Regions from separate parts of the Mus musculus genome. Here region 2 is linked to region 1. A link is a contact called in public Micro-C data. All regions are on one chromosome and are shown on one strand. Each heading gives the region's core, a stretch centred on a gene start, on an enhancer-like site or on the middle of the called end of the contact. The rest is flanking DNA. Distances are from core to core; before and after follow the strand shown. Region 1 holds the start of Nefl (neurofilament, light polypeptide). Region 2 holds the start of Egr3 (early growth response 3).

Region 1 (5,600 bases), core at 2,030-4,529:
AAAACAAACAACAAAACAAAAAACCCTAAACACCAATACAGAAATTGCTGTGCCAAAGGATTTAAAAATAAGTAACAGAAAAGCTATAGTCACCAGGTGGCCACTCGAAGGGTACAGAGTCTATTGTCACTGAAAAAGAAGTGCTATATTTTTAGTGGTCTTAAAACAATTGTACATTGTTATTGTGTAACTGTAATCCAAGTATATTTTGCTTTCAACTGACTGACCTGGAACAGTTCTTTGAAGGAATAGAGAGATGCTGAGGATAATTAAAATAGTGTGAATTTTGTCACCAATTCATATTTATCTTTATTTTTCATTTTATGTATCTATAAATCATGGCTTATTGGAAACTCTCAATTCCATGTTTGTCCTATGATTATAGGAAAATAAGTAGATAAAGATGATAAGGCTTATAGACTTTATTGAGAGAAAGAAGATATACACATACACACATACAGAGACACACAGAGAGACAGAAAGACAGGCACTCAGAGAGAAACAGAAGCAAAGACAGAAAGGAAGGAGTAGACCAAATGACCTACTACAGAAATCACCAAGGCAGAAATACTTAAGGGCAGGGGAAATGAAAGTCAAGTTGTTCCTTTTAAAAGTGTCTCACTCTAACTTGGCTCAGGCACACCAAGCAAATGTCACTTGGACTCTCAGAGCAAATGCTGACAAGAGGACTGGGAAGGGAGGATGACTGAGCAGAATATTTAAAAAGAGACAGGCACCTAGCAGAGAAGAACACAGAGCAGGGTAATGAAAGGGTGGGCACAAAATAGATTCAGGATGCCCCTCCATCTCCATGCAGATCTGAAGTGAAGCAGTTATAACCAGTGCCTATTGACAGATGCTATTAAAAAAAAAGAGTAGAGCCGCACTCATTCATGAATACTGGGACTGTCCCTTTCCTCTGCTTGTTCTTGGTCAGGATTAGCAAGAGAAAGGGTCCTGGATGCTTGCCATAAGGTCCAAGTACTTGCCTCATCTCCCTGCTACCTACTGGACCACAGAAGGTGCCCTATAGTTTATTTTCTCTGCAACATCTCCCGGCCCCTGCAGCACCAGATGCATCACTCCCTTGTGGGCAGTCTGCTCTGCAGTCAAAGGCATTATCAAGGAGCCCTGCCCCTCAATAGAAATCTCTCTCTCTCTCTCTGTCTCTGTCTCTGTCTCTCTCTCTGTCTCTCTGTCTCTGTCTCTCTCTGTCTCTCTCTGTCTCTGTCTCTCTGTCTCTGTCTCTGTCTCTGTCTCTGTCTCTGTCTCTCTCTCTCTCTCTCTCTCTCTCTCTCTCTCACACACACACACACACACACACACACACACACACGAGCACCTAAGATCTCTGAGAATGACCTGTAACTCTGGCGGAAAAGCACTGGCAGAATGGAAATGAACCACACCCAACCTTTACAAAAGATTGAAATAATAGAAGTTACATGGAGCGAGCTTGGGGGAAACAATTGAAACTCCTCTTCTATATGAGTAATGGGAAGGAAGAAAAGCCATGGCTTATTCAAGACTTTTTTTCTCTGTCCCACCTCCCAACCTCTTCAGTCCTCTTGTTCAGCGATGAATGAGAAAAAGAAGATACAGGCTACAGAGAACCATCTGAAGAAACGCTTGGCTCTGTATGCCAGCCACACTCAGGCAGCCTGGTGATTAGGTTTGAAAGCTTAGATTGTGTAAACACGGGTGGGCTTCTAATATGGCTTAGACTTAACAGCTTTAAGCCACCAGCAACCTTACAGAAGTCTTCTGCTTCAGCCCAGTTTTCTTCTTTGAAGGGGCGAGTTATCAGAATCACAGTATGTGTAACACGAGAAAGGAATATACAGAATTAAGCTCCCTTCATCCTCTGTTTGGTCTCCAGAAGCGACCGAGTACAACTCCAAAAATTTCACTACTTTTTACTTGAAAACGGTAACCTCCCACTGTGCCATTTAAAGGAATCAGCAAGCCAGCGATACATTGAACAAATTAAACAAAACGCCAAATGCTTGCTTAAAGGTTTTAGTTATTTCTTACAAATCTGCAGTATCTCTTCGGAACTGCAGGCGCTCACAACGCGAGTATGAAAATGTTGCACCCACGTGCGTTTGGCGTGCCCACTCTGGTATCTGGGTGCTCCCTGAAGGAAGCCCATAGGTTCCTAAGTGTATCTATTATCTGTGAATTTCAGCAGGCTCCATGCAGCGTTCTCTTCCTGAAGACCACACCCAGAGCGGGTAGCCCTTTGCAGCAGTCTCTCTCTCTCTCTCTCTCTCTCTCTCTCTCTCTCTCTCTCTCTCCCCATCTACCTTCATGGCTTGTTGAAACCATCAGGTTGGGGTACCACACAGGTGTTAAAAAGAGGAGAAGAGGCTTTTGAGGCGTTGGAAGTATGAATAGCTCAGTGAGGATAAAGGCACCCTGAAGTTCTCCCGCGGCCGAGCGCGCCCGTCTTTTGCCTTGCAAATCTTTACCTGGCTGGTTCCAACCCCTCCTAAGCATTCCCGACTACATTTCTCACAAAGAAAGGGGAAATTCTATGAAAGGTGTCAGACAAATTAACTGCTGTAAAGGTTTTAAAATGCCAAAATGAACACCCGCTGTCCTGCGGTTCCAATGGTGTGTAGTGGTGCAATTTCCCTATGTATTGAGAAGAAGAGTAATACGGAAAGAAATAGAAATAAAAATAAAAGGAGGCAGGAGAAAGTGGGGCGAATTTAAGAAAACGTCAGAAAATAGCTACAAAGACATGCAAAACTTTTCCTGCAGTAATGCCGCAAGAACATTAGCTATTGTCAGCAACCCAAACGTGCTGCTTAAACACGAATCAGGGTGCTTGAGAGGGTCCCTGAGGCAAAAAGGGAAAGCTGGGAGTGGGGTGGGGTGGGGTGGGGTGGGGTGAAGGTGTCTTTGTGACATTGGATGTTAAAAGTTGATGTGTCAGTAGGGATCGCGAACCTTTTTATTTGGAACATTTAAGAGTCCTAGTGATGTGGGCTTTAGGTATTAAGAGGCAGGATGGGACGGGGGAATAGGAAAGGAAAAGAATAAGCAGGGAAGTTATGGGGGTCTCAGAGAAAGTAGGGGTCCTCATAGAAAAGCGGCCAGGCTGGAGCCGCAGCTCGCTAGCCTTCTGTCGTTCGCCCCCGCCTTTGCTTTTGCGCAGAATCCTCCCCTTGGCTGCAGCAACGCGCTGCCCCCACTGGCCTGCGCACGGCGATCGATCACAGTCTGCGTCAGAGTCCCGGCGTATAAATAGAGGTGGCAGGACCGCGCCGAGCCGCACACAGCCATCCATCCTCCCCTTTCCCTCTTCTCCCCCGTTCTTCTCTCTAGGTCCCCCATCTCCGCCCCGGGCCTGAGGGGCGCACCGGCCGCCACCATGAGTTCGTTCGGCTACGATCCGTACTTTTCGACCTCCTACAAGCGGCGCTATGTGGAGACGCCCCGGGTGCACATCTCCAGCGTGCGCAGCGGCTACAGCACGGCGCGCTCCGCGTACTCCAGCTACTCCGCGCCGGTCTCCTCCTCGCTGTCCGTGCGCCGCAGCTACTCGTCCAGCTCTGGCTCTTTGATGCCCAGCCTGGAGAATCTCGATCTGAGCCAGGTAGCCGCCATCAGCAACGACCTCAAGTCTATCCGCACACAAGAGAAGGCACAGCTGCAGGACCTCAACGATCGCTTCGCCAGCTTCATCGAGCGCGTGCACGAGCTGGAGCAGCAGAACAAGGTCCTGGAAGCCGAGCTGTTGGTGCTGCGCCAGAAACACTCTGAGCCTTCCCGCTTCCGCGCCCTGTACGAGCAGGAGATCCGCGATCTGCGGCTGGCAGCGGAAGACGCCACTAACGAGAAGCAGGCGCTGCAGGGCGAGCGCGAGGGGCTGGAGGAGACTCTGCGCAACCTGCAGGCTCGCTATGAGGAAGAAGTGCTGAGCCGCGAGGACGCCGAGGGCCGGCTGATGGAAGCGCGCAAAGGTGCGGATGAGGCCGCGCTCGCCCGCGCCGAGCTGGAGAAGCGCATCGACAGCCTGATGGACGAGATAGCTTTCCTGAAGAAGGTGCACGAGGAAGAGATCGCCGAGCTGCAGGCTCAGATCCAGTATGCTCAGATCTCCGTGGAGATGGACGTGTCCTCCAAGCCCGACCTCTCCGCCGCTCTCAAGGACATCCGCGCTCAGTACGAGAAGCTGGCCGCCAAGAACATGCAGAACGCCGAAGAGTGGTTCAAGAGCCGCTTCACCGTGCTAACCGAGAGCGCCGCCAAGAACACCGACGCTGTGCGCGCTGCCAAGGACGAGGTGTCGGAAAGCCGCCGCCTGCTCAAGGCTAAGACCCTGGAGATCGAAGCCTGCCGGGGTATGAACGAAGCTCTGGAGAAGCAGCTGCAGGAGCTAGAGGACAAGCAGAATGCAGACATTAGCGCCATGCAGGTATAGTACGGTTTAAGCTCAGTGGGGGTGGGGAGGTCCACGGTAGGGGCGGCGGCGGGGGGGGGGGGAGTCAGGGTGTACCCAGAGAGTGAACGCTAGGGGGTTCTAGAGCACAGAGCAGCTATCAGAGGGCTTGGCTTCCGAGAGGTTGTGGAAAGGATGGGGCATTTGGAGGGGGCGGGGCGCGACTGCTGCCTGGGGATTGCTTGTTCTGGTTGAATCAGGGTTGTTAGGGGTGAGTTGGGAGGAAGGGGCGGAGGGAGTCGGAGTTGGGCGTTGCCAAGTAATGCCTTCTCTTTACTGACAACCCTTAACTCCCAAGTTACCCTCAGTACTTCCTGGATCTCCTGGTTAATAAATATGCCTGCTAGCTCTCACTAGTTTTGGGCCACCCAGCCTTGGGATAGTTTTTTTTTTTAATAGGGACACAAGAATACAGTCACAATATTTTAGCAATTAATCACTGCAGTCCATTAAAAAAAAAGTTCTTCATCTTTGGCGGGGGGAAGCATTTTAGACAAACAGCTACACAAATATATATAATTTAATTTTTATTTATATATTTATTTAGACAAACACACACACACTATATATATATTCCCCTTCCCAAATGCGACCTGGCTAAAAGAAATGTGACAAGGGTGGTTAATAATAATAATAATATCATCATCAATTTGGTAGTTTTAAAAGACAGCTTACCATAATCAATTGAGAACAATTTTCAAAATTGTTCACATCAGTCTACTCCCCTCCTCTTCCTCCTCTCCTTCTCTTGCTTCACTAGACTGGGCATTTTAGGCCAACCCCTCCCCCTATGCCCCACCCCACCCCATTATTTTAAGGGAGATTTCTGGAAGGTGTACACTTTGGAGTTAACTAAGACCAGAACTTATCATGGATACTACAGTAAAACAAATGCAGTAGAGATTTGTGTTTTGAATTTTTTAAAACAATCTTCCTACAGGACACAATCAACAAACTGGAGAATGAGCTGAGAAGCACGAAGAGCGAGATGGCCAGGTACCTGAAGGAGTACCAGGACCTCCTCAATGTCAAGATGGCCTTGGACATCGAGATTGCAGCTTACAGGTAACATCAGGGTGGTGCTGGCAGTGGGCATGGCGGCTCAGGACAGAGCAGATGACCCAGTCAGTGCAGTTATAGTGAGTCCCAC
Region 2 (5,879 bases), core at 1,944-4,443, 2.0 Mb after region 1:
AGTTTCCCATGTCAGAGTGAAGTGCTGATAAATATATTAAGTGAACTGAAATCTTCCATTCAATTAGAACTAGTAGGAAAGAGGCCGTCTTTCCGGTCTTATCTGGTAAGCAACAGGGTCCTGGTGCAAGCCAGCAGGCCCAGCTGAGTGCTTTCCCTCTTTGAAACAAGCTAACTATCCTCGAAAGTGTTTCCAGCCATCCCTGGAGAAGCAATAACTGACACTGGGACCGGAAAGCCTTCGAGTATCCCAAATGCTTCCACTATAGGCCCATATGGAAAAAGAACAGAACCCCCAGCTCCTTCTATGGAGAGAGCCCAACAGGTGGAAAAGTGGATGTTATCCTGGGTCCTTGCTAGTTGAGCTGGGCTGCCATAGGCCTTCCACTTCCTTCCCACCACCCTGTCAGGCTGATCTCTGCCTCACGCGGGGAGACACGGGCATTGCAGTCCATCTTAGACCTGCTGCTCGGTCCAGGGCCGAGAACCTCGCAGCAAGTCCAGGCAGAAGGCAGGAACCCACCGAGACACCCCGCCCCTCCCACCGCAGTCAGCCAGCCTCCCCTCGCACGCGCAGCAGGAAGCAATGCAGAGGCGTGCCCAAAGCTTGCGGGTACCCTAGGCACCCCTTCCCCTCCCCAATTGCCTGGCTCTCCAGCCAGAGGCCAGAGCTCGAGGCTAATTTTTCACGCACCCCCCCCCCCCCCGCCAGACCGCCTCTCTAGGTGACGCTACAGTCTGTGCGGTTCCTTTAAAGGCTGCGGGTTCCGTTCTTCCCTTTTCCACTGGATGCCAAAATATGCAAATCCGGGGACCGGAATCTGCAGCCAAATAGAGCAGGAGAAGGGGCGCGGCCGGCGCGTCACCGGATCCGCTCCTTGTATGGCTCTTCCCGGCTTGGCCCGCTGCCCCGCGACCCTCCCTGCAGCCGCGGAGGCCCCTCCCGCACCCAGCTAGGCTCACACCGCCGCCCACGCCCCTGACCAGCCGCTCCCCCCTCCAGGGATGGAGCCGGGGGCGGGAAGCGCTGCATGCCCTGATTCCGGCCGAAGCCCGGGACCGCTGCAGCGCGCAGTCTCCCCGCGCCGCGCGGGCGGAGGAGAACCCGGGGGCGCAAAGCCTCTAGAGCACAGGAATGGGTAGCCTGGAGGGAGAGGAGGTGGGGGTGGCAGAGATGGGGGCTCACGGGCGGCGGGAATCCCTCCTTCCCTAAGAGCTAGAGGAGATCCGGGGGAGTCTGGGCCCTTCCCACCCAATGTTCTCCTCCAAACTGAGGGGAGGGAAGAGGGAGTGAGGTTGTCATCCACCCCCATCACAATGCGCAGCTAGGGAGTTCCTCCCACGCGTCCCCCGGCCCCGCATGGACCTCCCACGGCGTGAGGCCCGGGGATCCTCTCTTCCTTCTTGTCAACACTCCCACTCCCCCTGAGAGATGCAAGTTCCCCCAACCCCGACTCTCCAGCGGGGGCCGCGGGATTCACCGCGCCCACGCGGCCACTGAGGAGGGAATCCTCCCCCGCCAACCCGGTGTGATTCGGGGTCGCGCCTCCGTGCTCCCTCCCTCTCCTCCCCCTCGCTCTCAGCCAGGCTGCGCGCTTCAGGAGCAGGCCTCGGGGAACACATCACCCACCCCCGGGATCCGCTGTCGAGGTGACAGCACCCTGGGTCGGCACAGGGGGCCGCCCTTGACTGCAAGGCACCCTCAGGCAGCAATGAGGACAACCCTGCGGGAGACAGAGAGTAGAGACTGGAGGAGACCGCCTTGGTGGCTTAGAATCTGTGGGTTTCACATCTTCCCGCAGTAACTCAGCCGCAAGCCCTTCGCCGGCTGCAGTAGATAGCGACTGTGCCCCGGCCTGCTGGGCCCTCCTGCCATCCTGTGGCCAAAGGGGTTTGCTTTAGAACCGTTAGGGAATTTATCTGGGAATTATTTGGTGCACGTGTTTTCTATCCCCTAAACTTCACTCTTTCCTAATCTCCACAACAACAACAACAACAACAAAACCCTCATACCCTCGCCCCTAAAAGTTCTTGCCCACTGCGCAACTAGCTAATCCGCTACACATTCCCGGGCCACTGCGCTCAACTGAGAGTCAGCGCGGGGTCAGGAACCCCAAGGGAGGGGCCGGGGCTGCGGGCGGTGAATCAGAATGATGTCCGCACGAAAGTTCTAAGTGTCCAAGAATAAGAAGCCTTAGGACATTAGAACCCCTTCCCCAAAGGAAAATACTTCATCTCTCCATCTGAATCCAGTCAAGGATAAGAAGGAAAGACAGAAGTTGTGTGGGGGAGCCTGGCTTGAAGCGGTCACCTCTCCCATTCCTAGACTGCTAAGGAACCTGTGTCCTGGTGTACTGAACTCTTTCTAAATGCTGGGAGTGCTGGAGACCAATTGCAAACAACTCCACTCCTCCAACGACTAAATTCTGTCTCTAATGCTGTCCTCAAATAAAAACCTACATGTTTAGTTACAGGGTTTTTCAACTGTGCACTGCGCATCGCGCGCTTTGCATTCGGCTTCGTCCCTCTTTCTTTTTTCTCTTCTCGCTTTCCTTCTTTCTAATCTAATTGACTTTTTTTTTTTTTTTTTTTTTTTTTTTAAAGAACGGAGAGCGGTGCGGGCGCTGCACGTTGGCTGCGGCCCGCTTCCTGCTTTCTAATGTTCCATTGTGAGGAGCTTCCATTGTGACGTCGCGCCCCTTCGGCTGGGCTTTGTCTGTCCATATATGGGCAGCTACGTCACGGAGCTTTCCCGGGGCTCAGATAAATAGACTGGTGGAGTTCCCTGGCTGGGAGCTTTTGGGCAGCAGTGAGCTAGCTAGGAAGCGGCGGGGCTGGTTGGTGGTGATAGCAGCGGCGGCGGCAGCAGCAGCAGAGGAGGTGGCGGCGGCAGCGGCGGCGGCGGCTGTGGCAGATCGGGGGGCGGGGGGGGTCGGCGGGCTCGTGTCTGTGAGATCAATACTGAAGCCGCGTCTGACCCCCTGGAGCCTAGATCACCCCCCCAGCCCAGCCCCCATCCCACTCCTCGCACACGCCCCACCCCACCCCCACGACCCAGCGTCGCACCGCACCAGCCGAGGCACCCGAGAGGATTACCCTCTTTGCCCCTCTCCCATCCACCCCTCCAAAAAAGAATAGATCCCCTCCCCTGACCCACCCCTTCCCCTTTTCACTCCCCCCTCCCTCCGAACTTTCCCTCTCGCATGCTTTTCCCCTGCACCACGGATCGCCTCTCGGATGCCGCTCGCCTGGAAGCTGCGTTAGGAACAGGCGGCGGCGGCGGTGGCGGCGGCGGCGGTGGCGGCGGTAGCTCGGGAGTGCTATGACCGGCAAACTCGCCGAGAAGCTGCCGGTGACCATGAGCAGTTTGCTAAATCAATTGCCTGACAATCTGTACCCCGAGGAGATCCCCAGCGCGCTCAACCTCTTCTCCGGCAGCAGCGACTCGGTAGCCCATTACAATCAGATGGCTACAGGTAAGGGTGGCGGTGAGGCGGCGAGGCAGCGAGGAAGGAAAGGGGGAGGACGAGGAGGAGGGAGCGAGCTAGCGATGGATGCACATATCGATGGATGCAGAAATGGATGGATGGAGAGACGGATGGAAAGATGGGGGGCGCGCTGGGAATTTTCTGGGGGGCGAGTTGCTTTTCCCACCCACTCCTCCCGCCCTCCGAGATCGGGAAGGCTTGGTTGGAGACGCCACGGTTGAGGCTTCGGTTCTCCCGGGTGGGGGCAGCCGCCGACTGGAGGGAGGTAGGTGCGAGCAGCTCTGGGGTTCTCCCTCCCCACGCAGGGGGCCCGATCGCTGGGCTGCGTGCAAGGCGTGGTGCTGTAGCCCCCTTTCTCGGGAGGAGCCCAGCGTCTTTTTCACCCGCGCTCTCCCCCCTCCTTACTCCCTCAGCCTCCCACCCGGGATGGAGCCATGTGCGGCGTGGAGTCCCCACGGTGGGAGAGGTACTGCGACGCTGCCTTTCCGGGGCGTTCAGCAAAGCCATTGGGGGTGTGGGGACGGTGGGGAGAGGGAGGGGGCTCACCCACGGGGCGGGGGAAAGGGTTTGCCACCGGGGGCGATCCTGGGACCCGGGAGCTTGGGAACGGCGGCCGCTCCCGCCGTGGAGACATGGGCTGGTTTTCCGCCGCTCTCCACTCTCCTTAGCTGGGTTTAGGCTTTTCCCCTCCAGCCCGAGCAGAAAGCTCCTTCAGGCCGGGAGGAGACTGGGGCCGGGAGAGGCTCCCTTTACGGGCGGCACCCTTCTGCGCTCCGAGGACAAAAGCGTCGAAGCTCTTTGGGTCGGCCACCCGGGCTCAGCGCGCGTAGGGGGACCTCGCTTGGGGCATGAAGGCGCGGCGTCTTGGAGTAGACAGGGCCGGGGGAAGAGGCCGAGTTGTGTGTGCTGGAGAGCGAGAGCCGGGCGCGCTCCGGGTCTGAAACTACCTGTAGCTGCAGCTACCTGTCCGCCCCACCTCGGGAAGAACAACAATGCTCTCTTGCGCGCGTGCGTGTCTGTGTGTGGTACGTGAGTGTGTGCGCGGCGTGTGCGGTGTGTGTGCCGGAGCCACTCCACACCCCGATCCGTAGTATTTTGCTGTATCCAGGTTGCGCCGGGGAGCGCGGCACCGCCCGCTTTGCGCCGGGCTCGGCGTTCCTCTTACCCCACGCGCTGCGCACTCCAGCCGGCCGCACCCTCTACTCCTGGGCAAGGACCTGGGCGCCGCGGCCGGGAGCCGGCTCGGCTTCACTCACCCCTCCCCTCTCTCCCCCGCTCTCCGCAGAGAATGTGATGGACATCGGTCTGACCAACGAGAAGCCCAATCCGGAACTCTCTTATTCGAGCTCTTTCCAGCCAGCCCCCGGCAACAAGACCGTGACCTACTTGGGAAAGTTCGCTTTCGACTCTCCTTCCAACTGGTGCCAGGACAACATCATTAGCCTCATGAGTGCCGGCATCTTGGGGGTGCCCCCGGCCTCAGGGGCGCTCAGTACGCAGACGTCCACGGCTAGCATGGTGCAGCCTCCTCAGGGAGACGTGGAGGCCATGTATCCGGCGCTGCCTCCTTATTCCAACTGCGGCGATCTCTACTCGGAGCCCGTGTCTTTCCACGACCCCCAGGGAAACCCTGGGCTCGCCTATTCCCCCCAGGATTACCAATCGGCCAAGCCGGCCTTGGACAGCAATCTTTTCCCCATGATTCCTGACTACAACCTGTACCACCATCCCAACGACATGGGCTCCATTCCGGAACATAAGCCCTTCCAGGGCATGGACCCCATCCGGGTCAACCCACCCCCTATTACCCCACTGGAGACCATCAAGGCCTTCAAAGACAAGCAGATCCACCCGGGATTCGGCAGCCTGCCCCAACCGCCGCTCACTCTCAAGCCCATCCGGCCCCGCAAGTACCCCAATCGGCCTAGCAAGACCCCGCTCCACGAGCGGCCCCACGCGTGTCCCGCGGAAGGCTGTGACCGCCGTTTCAGCCGCTCAGACGAGCTGACCCGGCACCTGCGCATCCACACGGGCCACAAGCCCTTCCAGTGTCGGATCTGCATGCGCAGCTTCAGCCGCAGCGACCACCTCACCACTCACATCCGCACGCACACCGGGGAGAAGCCCTTTGCCTGTGAGTTCTGTGGGCGCAAGTTTGCGCGCAGCGACGAGCGCAAGCGCCACGCCAAGATCCACCTCAAGCAAAAGGAGAAGAAGTCGGAGAAAGGGGGTGCGCCCTCTGCATCCTCGGCGCCCACCGTGTCCCTGGCCCCTGTGGTCACCACCTGCGCCTGAGGATCCGGCACCCAGATCCCTTCTTTTCCCTTCCAGTGCCTCCTGGCTGGTCGCCTGAAAGCAGAGGGGAAAGCCAGTCACTGAGGCGCAGGGGCCG

Evidence for each region. Hi-C and Micro-C count contacts between places; a contact is called where the count stands out from the background.
Region 2: a contact with region 1 is called in a Micro-C map of embryonic stem cells, with 10 times the contacts expected there. The contact joins the promoter of Egr3 here to the promoter of Nefl in region 1. A contact is called at or near these places in 1 of 39 promoter capture datasets (cranial neural crest), 1 of 484 Hi-C or Micro-C datasets (embryonic stem cells) and 3 of 115 datasets of contacts at active chromatin or transcription factors (embryonic stem cells and pancreatic cancer cells).

Annotation. Positions count from the first base shown.
Region 1 is chr14:68,080,584-68,086,183 of GRCm38.p6, forward strand. It overlaps Nefl (neurofilament, light polypeptide), which reads left to right and starts at 3,280. Exons shown (of 4, transcript NM_010910.2): 1 at 3,280-4,426; 2 at 5,391-5,515. The coding sequence starts at 3,380. Gm31107 (a long non-coding RNA gene) reads right to left here and starts at 291. Exons shown (of 3, transcript XR_383533.4): 1 at 1-291.
Region 2 is chr14:70,074,124-70,080,002 of GRCm38.p6, forward strand. Egr3 (early growth response 3) reads left to right here and starts at 3,194. Exons shown (of 2, transcript NM_018781.4): 1 at 3,194-3,475; 2 at 4,773-5,879. The coding sequence starts at 3,322. The coding sequence ends at 5,782.